Linked DNA regions of Hordeum vulgare: region 2 is linked to region 1. The links are chromatin contacts, called in public Hi-C maps. All regions are on one chromosome and are shown on one strand. Each heading gives the region's core, a stretch centred on a gene start, on an enhancer-like site or on the middle of the called end of the contact. The rest is flanking DNA. Distances are from core to core; before and after follow the strand shown. Region 1 holds the start of LOC123448896 (6-phosphofructo-2-kinase/fructose-2,6-bisphosphatase-like). Region 2 has its middle 65 kb from the start of LOC123448898.

Region 1 (4,964 bases), core at 2,215-4,714:
AAAATAGTTGTACACAAAAGGACAAGAGAAACACGTAAGCTTGTACGACTGAATTTTCTTTAGTGAAGTTACACAAAGAAGATAGGTACCCCATAGCAATCACTTGAAGGACAAGTAATTAGCCTAGCAGCAGCACCTATCCTACCTAACTTTATGTTCCACCAGTTTTTCCCTGCACATATGTAAGTTCCTCTTGCCTAGATTCAACAGAATTGTACAGAAGCTCACTTACATCTCCTTTAGTGCTCCACCAAACTATATGAGTGATGAAGTAGGAGACATATAGATTATACGAGAGGAATCAGTACCACCATACACAGAGATCATCTCCTCTAGCGAAGAAGAGATGATGAGGGAGGGTGATGCATGCGTTGCACTTCTGAGAAGCAAGCTCCATGGCCTGATCGAGAGGAACCACACTCTGGAAGAGGAGAACAAGCAACTGAGGCATCAAGTCAGCCGTCTAAAAGGCCAAGTCTCCTCACTTGAAGGGCAGGATACTGATAGAAAGATAATGTGGAAGAAGCCGGAGAATTCTGCCACCAGCAACAACTACTTCAAGGAAAAACAGTTTGTTCACAACAATGATGATGTGAAGGAAGCTATCGATCTCAACAGCTCGGTATGTTACATCAGGCAGCAATTTTCTAGGGCACCGTCAGTGAAATCAAGAGCACCAAGGGTTCCTAATCCACCACCAAGTCCGACGTGTATCCAACCGATCATCAAGGCAAAAAAGGAAGGATCCATGGGTCCTCCTCCTCCACCGCCACCTCCCCTACCTTCCAAATTACTGAAGAGCACTAAGGCAGTCCAAAGAGTGCCAGAGGTAGTTGAGTTGTATCGGTTGTTAGTAAGAAGAGAAGGCAAAAGCGATGTGAAGTCTGGATCTGTGGGAATTCCAGTAGCTACTAACAGCCGAGACATGATCGGGGAGATAGAGAACAGATCAGCTTATGTTATAGCTGTAAGTACATATGTTCTTCTATCTTTTTCTCAGAGTATGTGCATATGATATATTGTTTACTTAGCTGCCAATTCCTTTATTTGTTTCAATTTTCTTTTCTTTTCGAACCAACTTACGCAACAAGAGTATGACAATTGCAGAATACTTCCTCCCACATGACAGTTACCAGTTATTTGTTGTATTAAAGACAATATAATTTCCTAACAGTATGTGCCCTTCATTCCTAAAGAGTATAACTTTTTCTTTTCTTTTCGAACCAACTTACGCAACAAGAGTATAACTTTTTTTATCGCGTAATCTATTCAGTCATCTTTATTACCTTATGAACACACTACAGTATATGAAATCATTTTCTTTATGGATAAAAAAGCAGCGCCAAGTGTTAGTTTAAGAGCATGCGACATGTTCTTCTGATATTTCTGTTTCCCTCCTCCTGCAGTTGATAATGTTATATAACTCTTTATTTTTTTATAGTACGAATAATCTTTTAATGTACATCTGAGTCATGTTTTCTCCCTATTATTCTGTACAGATCAATAATTTCCTAACCAAACCAAAAAAATATTCCCTTGCGATTATTGTTCCAACAGATTAAATCAGATGTAGAAAATCAGGGTGAATTCATTAGCTTCCTGGCAAGGGAAGTTCAAAATGCAGCATACAAGGAAATAGCCGATGTTGAAGAGTTTGTGAAGTGGCTAGATGGGGAACTATCATACCTTATAGATGAACGGGCAGTGCTCAAGCACTTCCCTAACTGGCCTGAGAAGAAAGCAGATGCCATGAGAGAAGCAGCATTCACCTACCGGGATCTGAAGAACCTGGAAGCAGAAGCATCATCATTTCACGACGACAGGAGAGTGGCTACACCTATGGCTTTGAAGCGCATGCAAGCTCTACAGGATAAGTGAGTAGATGAAATGAATGCATTTAGTAAGGCTGTTGCATTGTCAAACTTTGAACAATATAACATGATTCATGCTTCCCCTTGTAGAATTGAACAAGGTATTCACAATACTGAAAAAATAAGGGACAGTGCAAGTGGAAGATACAAAGATCTCCTGATCCCATGGGATTGGATGCTTGACTCTGGAATCATAAGCCAAGTATGTACTATGTGCTCCCAAACTTCTAATATCCATCTTTGTCCTCAGTTTGATATAATAGAGAAGACATAGCTAAGTGCATTTTACAAATTCGTCTTCAACTGGAACAAACCAACTTACGAGTTATGTGGTACACATAGGAATTATCCCACTACCCTTTTCGCTATAAAAGTATAAATTCATGTCTAATAGACATATCATATATGAAGTATCCTCTTGCTACCTTAACAGCTAAAGGCCGCTTCATTGAAGCTGGCAAAAGAATACATGAACCGCATTATGAATGCACTGAAGTCAGATCCATTTGTAAATGATGAGGAACTGCTCTTGCAAGGTGTCCGCTTTGCCTTCCGAATACATCAGGTAATTCTACTGCAATCATGAATTGCTTTCGAATGACATTATGAGTTGCTACCTACAAACTAACTAACCAAGGTAACCGCAACAAACCAAATTTGCAGCTTGCAGGTGGCTTTGATGAGGGTTGCCGGAAAGTGTTCCATGAACTCAAGATGTATGCAAGCAAGCCAGAGTGATCTGATGGAGTATACCTGGGTTCAAATAAGCATCACTGGGATACAACGGACATGATTAAGTTCTGCCGAGGTTGGCTCCAGGTCGACTCCACTAGTCCCCAGGATAATCCCGTGAACAATTTTCTTAACTTAACTATTTTGCATCTAAGATGCGGACCTCTTGGATGCAATTTGAAGCCTGAGAATTCCAAGTACATCCACACACAACTCTTAATTTAAGTACACCTTCTGGGAACATTCTAAAATGTCATTAGAGGGTGGTAAATAAAAGAAAACAAGAGCCACCACTTTGATTGTTAGGTGGTTGTACCATGAAGTATCAAGTAAGAATGTGGAAATGGCAGAATTTACGGATACAGACAGGACGACAGTATGTGCCCTTCATTCCTAAAGAGTAAGATTGACAATTGTTAGGGCACACAGATTACGACTTTTCTTGTTAGAATTTGTCTGAGGTTTGATAAAGGGCAAATTGGCTGTAAATGCTAAAAAACTAGATGACTGCTCCAAGTATTCAAACCTGAACAGCATTTATGCAGCAACTGATAAGAATATCAGATACATCCAGTTTTCCCATAAAAAAAGCAGACAAATCAATTTTTCCCTAGGACGCCGACCTTTTCAGATTCCGCTGTTAGAGTGTATTCAAGTGTATGTTGAATCAACAACATCCTCTACTTCTTCAGGAGCTATAATTGTCTGTGAGCAATAAAAATACCACCTAAGCATCATAAGCCCGATATTTTCCACAATCCACCAATGCTGGATAGCCCTATTATACAGTATGTGCCCTTCATTCCTAAAGATTAAGATTGACAACAGTTAGGGCACACTGAATAAGGTTTTTTTTTTGGTTAGAATTTGTTTGAGGTTTGCTCAAGAGAAAATTGGCTGTAAATGCTTCCCATCAAGCAATAGTTGCCAAAGCGCATCTCTCCTTTGGTTTCCCATTAAGCATAATGTGATGCGGATGGTCTAACAATAAGGTACAGAATATTTCAAGAAGTACTATCGTGTCTCAAATCGTGTTTGGATCAAAGGCAGCACGATCATGTGGTTTGGCAAAATGTGCAAGTGTTCCCGGTGCCAAATATCCACAAACCAGAGAAAATCTACATTCTACAAGGTTGCTGTGAAGACAAAAGCACGGGCGCCAATCAACTTAGCCCTACCCCTACGGCACCTACCATTTCAGATTCTGCTGTTGACTGCCGCATTGTTTCGCTCAAAATGCGTTCAACTATGTGCTGAATCAACAGCGTCCTTTACTTCTTCCGCAGCTATAGTCCGTAAGCAATAACAGTACCATCTATAACCCTCAGAAGAAAAAACCACCTAACAAGCACCATAAGCCCAGTATGCAGCACAATCCACCAATGCTGGAACGAATTTGCGAGTAAAGAAACTACCCAACAGAGATGCGCGAGCAAACCAAGCACGAAGGCCATGGCTCTGGCAGGCTGCTGCAAAATCTGCAAGAGCATCACACAGACAGACGGAAAAGGAAGGAATCAGCCACCCCCAGATACCTGGTGAGACGGAAAAAACCGGCGGCGGCGGGTCGGTCCATATGACGGCGTCTCGCGCCGCGACGCCTACTCCCCGCGTCTCTCTCTCTCTCTCTCTCTCTCTCTCTAAGCTGCTCGCCCCCTTTCTCCGCGCTGAGACGCTTCGCCCGCCGTCACCGTCGCCGGCCGGCGGTAGCGCGGTTGCCATCGGACATTCTTGGGCTGGCTGGTGGGCCAGGTACGTTTCCGGCCCCACCCGCTGTTGCGGATTACGAAGGGATCTACCACCATCGCATTCGCACCCACCTCGTGGCCCCACTTGACAGTCGCACGAAAAGACGACACAGACGCGCCCGCTTTCCTTCCTTCCGGCACCTTCCAAGCCCCCCTTCCTTCTGGCCTCCCCGGCGATGGCGACGGCGGCGAGCTCCGGCGGAGCATCCGACCATCAGTATGTCTCGGTCAAGTTGGAGAGCCCCCGCCTGGCGGCGCTCGGCCTCGCCCCTCACCTCTTCGGCTCCCACCCCGCCGCCGGCTCGTGGGACCCTTCCAAGGCCGTAAGCGTCGCATCCATCCCCTCTTGTTCGCGAGTATGTTCCCCGTGCGGGGAGTGATGTGATTTTTTTCCTGGTTGTGTTCGCAGCTGCCGATGGAGCGGGCCGCGGCCGCCATTTGGGAGCTCAGCTGCGTCCTCCCTTCTCGCCACGGTGAGTCGGCTGATTTTACCATGCTGTTCCACGGCTCCCCGTGGGTTTGAGATCCCTTCCTCGGAAGCTTGGGCTATGATGAGCTATGTTGCTGCGCCATGCTACCGGGATGCTCTGGTTTTTATTTATTGGGGTTGCCT
Region 2 (5,408 bases), core at 1,930-4,429, 68 kb before region 1:
CATTTTTAGGGGCCGATATTCTTTCAATAACTCAAATCCTCAGCGACTTATAGATCATGTCTACACTCATAAACACATTAGTCTCTTAACCTATAAGTCTTCAATACACCAAAATCACTAAGGGCACTAGATTCACTTACAAATAGTAACTACTCACACCTCATCAACATGTTCAAGATCAGAGGTGTAATAATAATAATTAAGGATCTAAACATAATATCTTCCACCAAGTAATTCAACAAGCATCAACTACAAGATGTAATCAACACAAATGGTAACCCACACGTATCAATATGAGGTTTTGAGACAGAGATGAACTAGGGTTGGAGATGAGATGGTGCTAGTGAAGACGTCGATAAATATTTGTCGTCCCAGGAAGGAGGAAGCGTTGGTGAGGACGATGGCTTCGATTTCTCCATCCCGGAGGTAAGTTTCACCGAAAGAATCAGTGTGCCGGAGAGCAAAAGGGCATGTGCCAAGGTTTCCGCCTCGAGACGGTGACGCTTCTTCTCAAATATAACTTATGATTTTTTTCTAGGATAAATACACCATATAGGAGAAGAGAGGGGTCGAGAGACCTGTATGGGCACCACAAGCCATTAGGGCGTGGCCTAGGGGGCACCCTGTTGGCTTGTGGCCAGCAGGTGGCCCCTCTTTGTTATACTTTTGATCCAGAAATTCTTAAATATTCCATAAAAATTCTCCATGAAGTTTAAGGTCATTTCAAGTAAGTTAATTTTTAAAGGACATGCATGTTGTAAAGAAAATAAATGTAAATATGAAAACGTTACAAATTGTAAGGAAAATACTAAAAAAATATTCATGTTTTTTAAAGGACATGCATTAAATAATAAAATATAAAACTAGAAAAGGATTAAAAATATGAAAACCCGGAAAGAAAAGAAGAAGAAAATTAGAAGAAACCATGCAGAGAAAACAAAATAAAAATAAAAACAGAAAAAGATAATACCAAACTAAACACAAAATTAAAAAAGGAAACAACCCAAAGAAAACTATGTATGAAAACAGAATAAAAAGAATGGATTTTTTTTGAGAAAAATGAACCCCACAAAAGCTCTTGAACGAAACAAACATAAGCGCCAAGAGTCGAGCGCTATTGGTTAGCAAAGTAGGAACCTCCTAGTCGACACTTTCTAAGCACATATGGCCCGGCTCATCGTGTTATGACCCGATCGCACGCCAGATACGCACCTCGTTCACGTGAAGGTCCTAACTTGGCCGGCCCAATCTACTCGAAAGGGTGTGTGTAGCCCCTTCTATTCGTCGCAAAATGCAATGAATAGGGCAGGAAAATGCTATTCGCCGCATTTTGCGGCAAATATTGATGGCTCGGCACACCCCTTAACCATATTTGGGCCAGCACAATTTTCTTAGTCAACGTTTTTGGGAACCTTGTAGGAGGTTCTATGAACAGTGTTTTGTTGTTTTTACCCCTTTTTTTCTTTTTCAGTTTCATGTTTCTGTTCCTGTTTCTTTTTTCCCTTTTTTCTGTTTCTTTATTTCCATGGTTATTTATAATTTTTCAAAATAAGATCATGTTCGACAATTGTTTTTAAAATGCGAATTTCTTTTTTCTTTTTAAAAAAAGATTCTAAATTTCAAATAGTTGTTGTTTTATAAAAAACACTTATTACCTCCAAACATATTCTAAATTTTTAGAAAATATTCCATGTTTTAAAAAAAGTATTTTTAAAAAAGATTGGTATATAAATTTTTGTTCTTGATTTAAAAATGATTAAAAAATTGTTAATGCTTCCAAAATTGCTCATCATTTTTCAAAAATGTTCTCAGTTTAAAATTTTATTCTCAAGATTCAAAAAATGTTCGTGCTTTAAAAATTAGTTTGTGCTTTCAAATTTGTTCTCTCTTTTAAAATTTGTTCAAAATTGTTCGTGCTTCTAAATTTGTTTAGAGTTTTCAAAATTGTTCTCCGTTTAAAAATTATATTCTTAAGATTCAAAAAATGTTCGTGCTTTGAAAAATTGTCCGCACTTCCAAATTTGTTCAAGATTTTTCAAAATTGTTCTCAGTTTCAAATTTTGTTTTCAAGTATCAAAAAATGTTCGTACTTTTCAAAATTGCTCGCGTTTCCAAATTATTTCGGGGTTTTCAAAATTGGTCTCCGTTCCAAAATTTAGTTCCCAAGATTTCAAAAATATTGGTGCTTTAAAAAATTGTCCGTGGTTCCAAATTTATTCAATGTTTTTCAAAATTGTTCTCGGTTTGAATATTTGTTTTCAATATTAAAAAAATGTTTGTGCTTCAAAATATTGTTCATGCTTTCAAACTTGTTCTACGTTTTAAAAATTTATTCAAAAAATTTCGCGGTTCCAAATTTGTTTGGATTTTCGAAATTGTTCTCCGTTTTAGAAATTTATTCTCAAGATTCAAAAAATGTTCGTGCTTTAAAAATTGTCTGCGCTTCCAAATTTGTAGAGCATTTTTCAAAATTGTTCTCGCTTTCAAAATTTGTCCTCAAGATTCAAAAAATGTTCGTGCTTTAAAAAATTGATCACGCTTCCAAATGTGACCAGGTTATCCTAAAATTTATTCCCCGCTTCAAAAAAGAATTCTCAAGATTCAGAAAATGTTGTGTGCTTTAATTTTTTCCCGCACTTCCGAATTTGTTCATGGTGTTTCAAAATTGTTTTCAGTTTTAAAATTTGTTCTCAAGATACAATATGTGTTCGTGCTTTTAGAAAATAGTTTTAAAAATGATCGTTATTTAAAAATATGTTTTTTTTCAAAAAATGTTCGAAATATCATTGTTTTTAATTTATAAATTATGTTTGTATTCCAATATTGTACTTGATTTATAAATAATGTTTTTGATTATAAATTGGTTCCAAATTTATAAATTTGCCGTTTTTCAAACTTTGTTCAAAAATTCAAAAAAAATTGGACTTGTCAAAAAATGTTATTTAAATTCAGAAAAAGTTTTGCTTCAAAATTGAAAAGAAAAAACGAAGTAAAAAAGAATAAAGAAAGGAAATATGATGATAAGGAAAAAAACAGAAAATAAAAATGAAAAAGGAAATTGTCAAAAGTTTCTGGACGAACTGGTCCCACCAAATTGGGGCGACCTCTTGTGCGAGCGAGGGACTGTGTGCCGCAAAATGCGGCACGTAGGAGCTCCCAATAGGGTATTCCGTAGGGTGTCCCTAGTCAGCGCCTTTGGCGCCGAATAGGAGAACCGGCTCCTACTACAACATGAAATGGGCCGACCCACGACCGGGCATCGGAAAAAGTCATTGAAAGACTCAAAAAATGTCACTCCGGCATAGAAGCGAACTAACGGCCTACGCAACTTCACATGCCTTCAGCTAACCACTAGGGCGTGCCGGTGCAATTGACATACTACAAAGCTAAACCTTTAAAAACTACCGCAGCCGCTCACACATGATTTTCTTTAAAAAAAAGGAAACATCACAGATTTCAGAATAGGAGTCCATAAACATACAAAAAAAACTTGCCCCTATTCAATAAAAGTTCAAAGATTTTTTATTTAGAAAAGTAGTTCACAAAATATTCCAGAATGTTCGTCAAAATTTTCAAAAAAGTTTCACCAATTCCAAAATAGTTCATGAATTTTCAAAAAAATCTTCAATTATGTAAGAAAAGTTCATCTAATTTTAAAAAGAATTTCATCCTGTTTGAACAAATTTCAATGAATTTCAAAAAAGTTCATCATTTTTTGAATAGGTTCGATGATATTAAAAAGCTTTAATCAAATTTTTAATAAGTTCATCTAATTTGAAAAAAATAATGATTTTGAAAAAAATCATCGAATTTGAAAAAAGTTTATAGATTCTGAAAAAGAAAATCATCACATTTTAAAAACGTTCATTGAATTTGAAAGAAACTTAATGGGTTCGCAAAAAACGTTCATTAAATTTGTTAAAGGTTCATTAAATTTGAAAAAAAGTTCACCGTATTTGAAAAACGTTCACATAATTTGGAAAAATTTCATCAAAATTTGTAAAACAATTCATCAACTTTTAGAAATAAGTTCATCAATTTTGATAAAGAAATGTTTGTGTATCCAATAATTGATGAAATGTTTGTGTATCCAATAATGTTAACAATTTTTTAATAATTATTCAATAATGGTAAGAACTTTTCAAAAAAGTACCAAAAAATGTTTGAATAATGGTATCAATATTGATTAAAAAATGTTTTAGAAATGTTTAATTAAATTAAAACAATTGGGAAAATGCAAACATTTTTGCAAACGGAAAGTTTTGTAAAATCTTCCAAAAATAGAAAACATGAATGTTTTTTCAAAACCGGAACAATTTTCAAATTCGAAAACAATTATTGGAAACACAAACATTATTGAAAAACGGTAACATTTTTTGAGTCTCTCGAACAAAACTTGAATACTTGAATACTTTCTAAAACTTGTGTAAATATTTTAAAACTTGAACATTTTTTGGAACTTGCAAACAATTCTCTAAATGGAAACATTTAGTGAAAGTCCTAAGAAAATTTGAAAAAATGCACATTTTTAAAAAATTGGTGAACAAATTTTAAAGTGTGATTTTTTTTAAAAAACTACAAAAAATAATTTGAAAGCACGAACATTTTTTAACTTCTAGATTGTTTTTTCAAAAGTAGACATTTTTTATAATAAGTGAATATTTTTTTATAATCTCCCTAACATAGAAAACATTGATGGTTTTTTAAACATGAACATTTTTCAAATTTGAAAACAATTTTTAGATATGTAAACACTTTTGAAAAATGGGAAAAAATTAAACTCCCTAACAAAACTAGATAACATAAACAGTTTTTGAAAACTTGCGTACTGCCAAACAAAAATTCAAACATGAATAGTTTTTGGAATTTGCGAACATTTCGTTAAATGGAAACATTTATTGAAACTCACAACAAAATTTGAAGACATCAACTATTTGAAAACGTGGTGAACAAATTTGGAAACGGGAAGATTTTTTTAAATTCCCAAACATAATTTGAAAACATGGACATAATTCGAAAATGTAAAAATTTGCAAGTTCGAGAACATCTTTTATATTTGTGACACGATTTCGAAATAGGAACATTTTTTTTAAAATCCCATGCATGTTCCTATTTATGAACAAAATTTAAACATGTCAACATTTTTTTCAGTTTTCAAATAAATTTTTAAATATGGAAACTTTATTGAAAACAAATAGTTTTTGTTTTGTGAACAAAACTTAAAATTGTGAACAGCCAACGATGACACTATGACTTCAATTCGATTGTTTCTTAACAAATTAGTATTTCAATTTGTGAGGGTCGTTCTCTCTATATAAGAAATCTTTGAATTACCGAGCATTTTTTGAAAGGAAGCCATCAACTTTTGAAGTTTATGAACAAAATTTGAAAATAGTTATATTTTATGT

What was found. Hi-C and Micro-C count contacts between places; a contact is called where the count stands out from the background.
Region 2: a contact with region 1 is called in a Hi-C map of leaf, with 2.7 times the contacts expected there. The contact joins the enhancer-like site here to the promoter of LOC123448896 in region 1. A contact is called at or near these places in 2 of 6 Hi-C or Micro-C datasets (leaf and seedling).

What each region holds. Positions count from the first base shown.
Region 1 is chr4H:449,246,213-449,251,176 of MorexV3_pseudomolecules_assembly, reverse strand. LOC123448896 (6-phosphofructo-2-kinase/fructose-2,6-bisphosphatase-like) reads left to right here and starts at 3,464. Exons shown (of 23, transcript XM_045125931.1): 1 at 3,464-4,674; 2 at 4,761-4,824. The coding sequence starts at 4,528. It overlaps LOC123448897 (protein CHUP1, chloroplastic), which reads left to right and starts at 192. Exons shown (of 5, transcript XM_045125933.1): 1 at 192-967; 2 at 1,558-1,874; 3 at 1,962-2,073; 4 at 2,305-2,436; 5 at 2,535-3,031. The coding sequence starts at 347. The coding sequence ends at 2,609.
Region 2 is chr4H:449,313,097-449,318,504 of MorexV3_pseudomolecules_assembly, reverse strand. No RefSeq gene overlaps it. Among protein-coding and RNA genes, the nearest start is that of LOC123448898, 65 kb to the right of the region's middle. Within about 2 kb of position 3,179, at least 2 of the 3 cell types and tissues checked have open chromatin away from gene starts, as enhancers often do. A contact at or near this core is called in leaf, where this site is marked.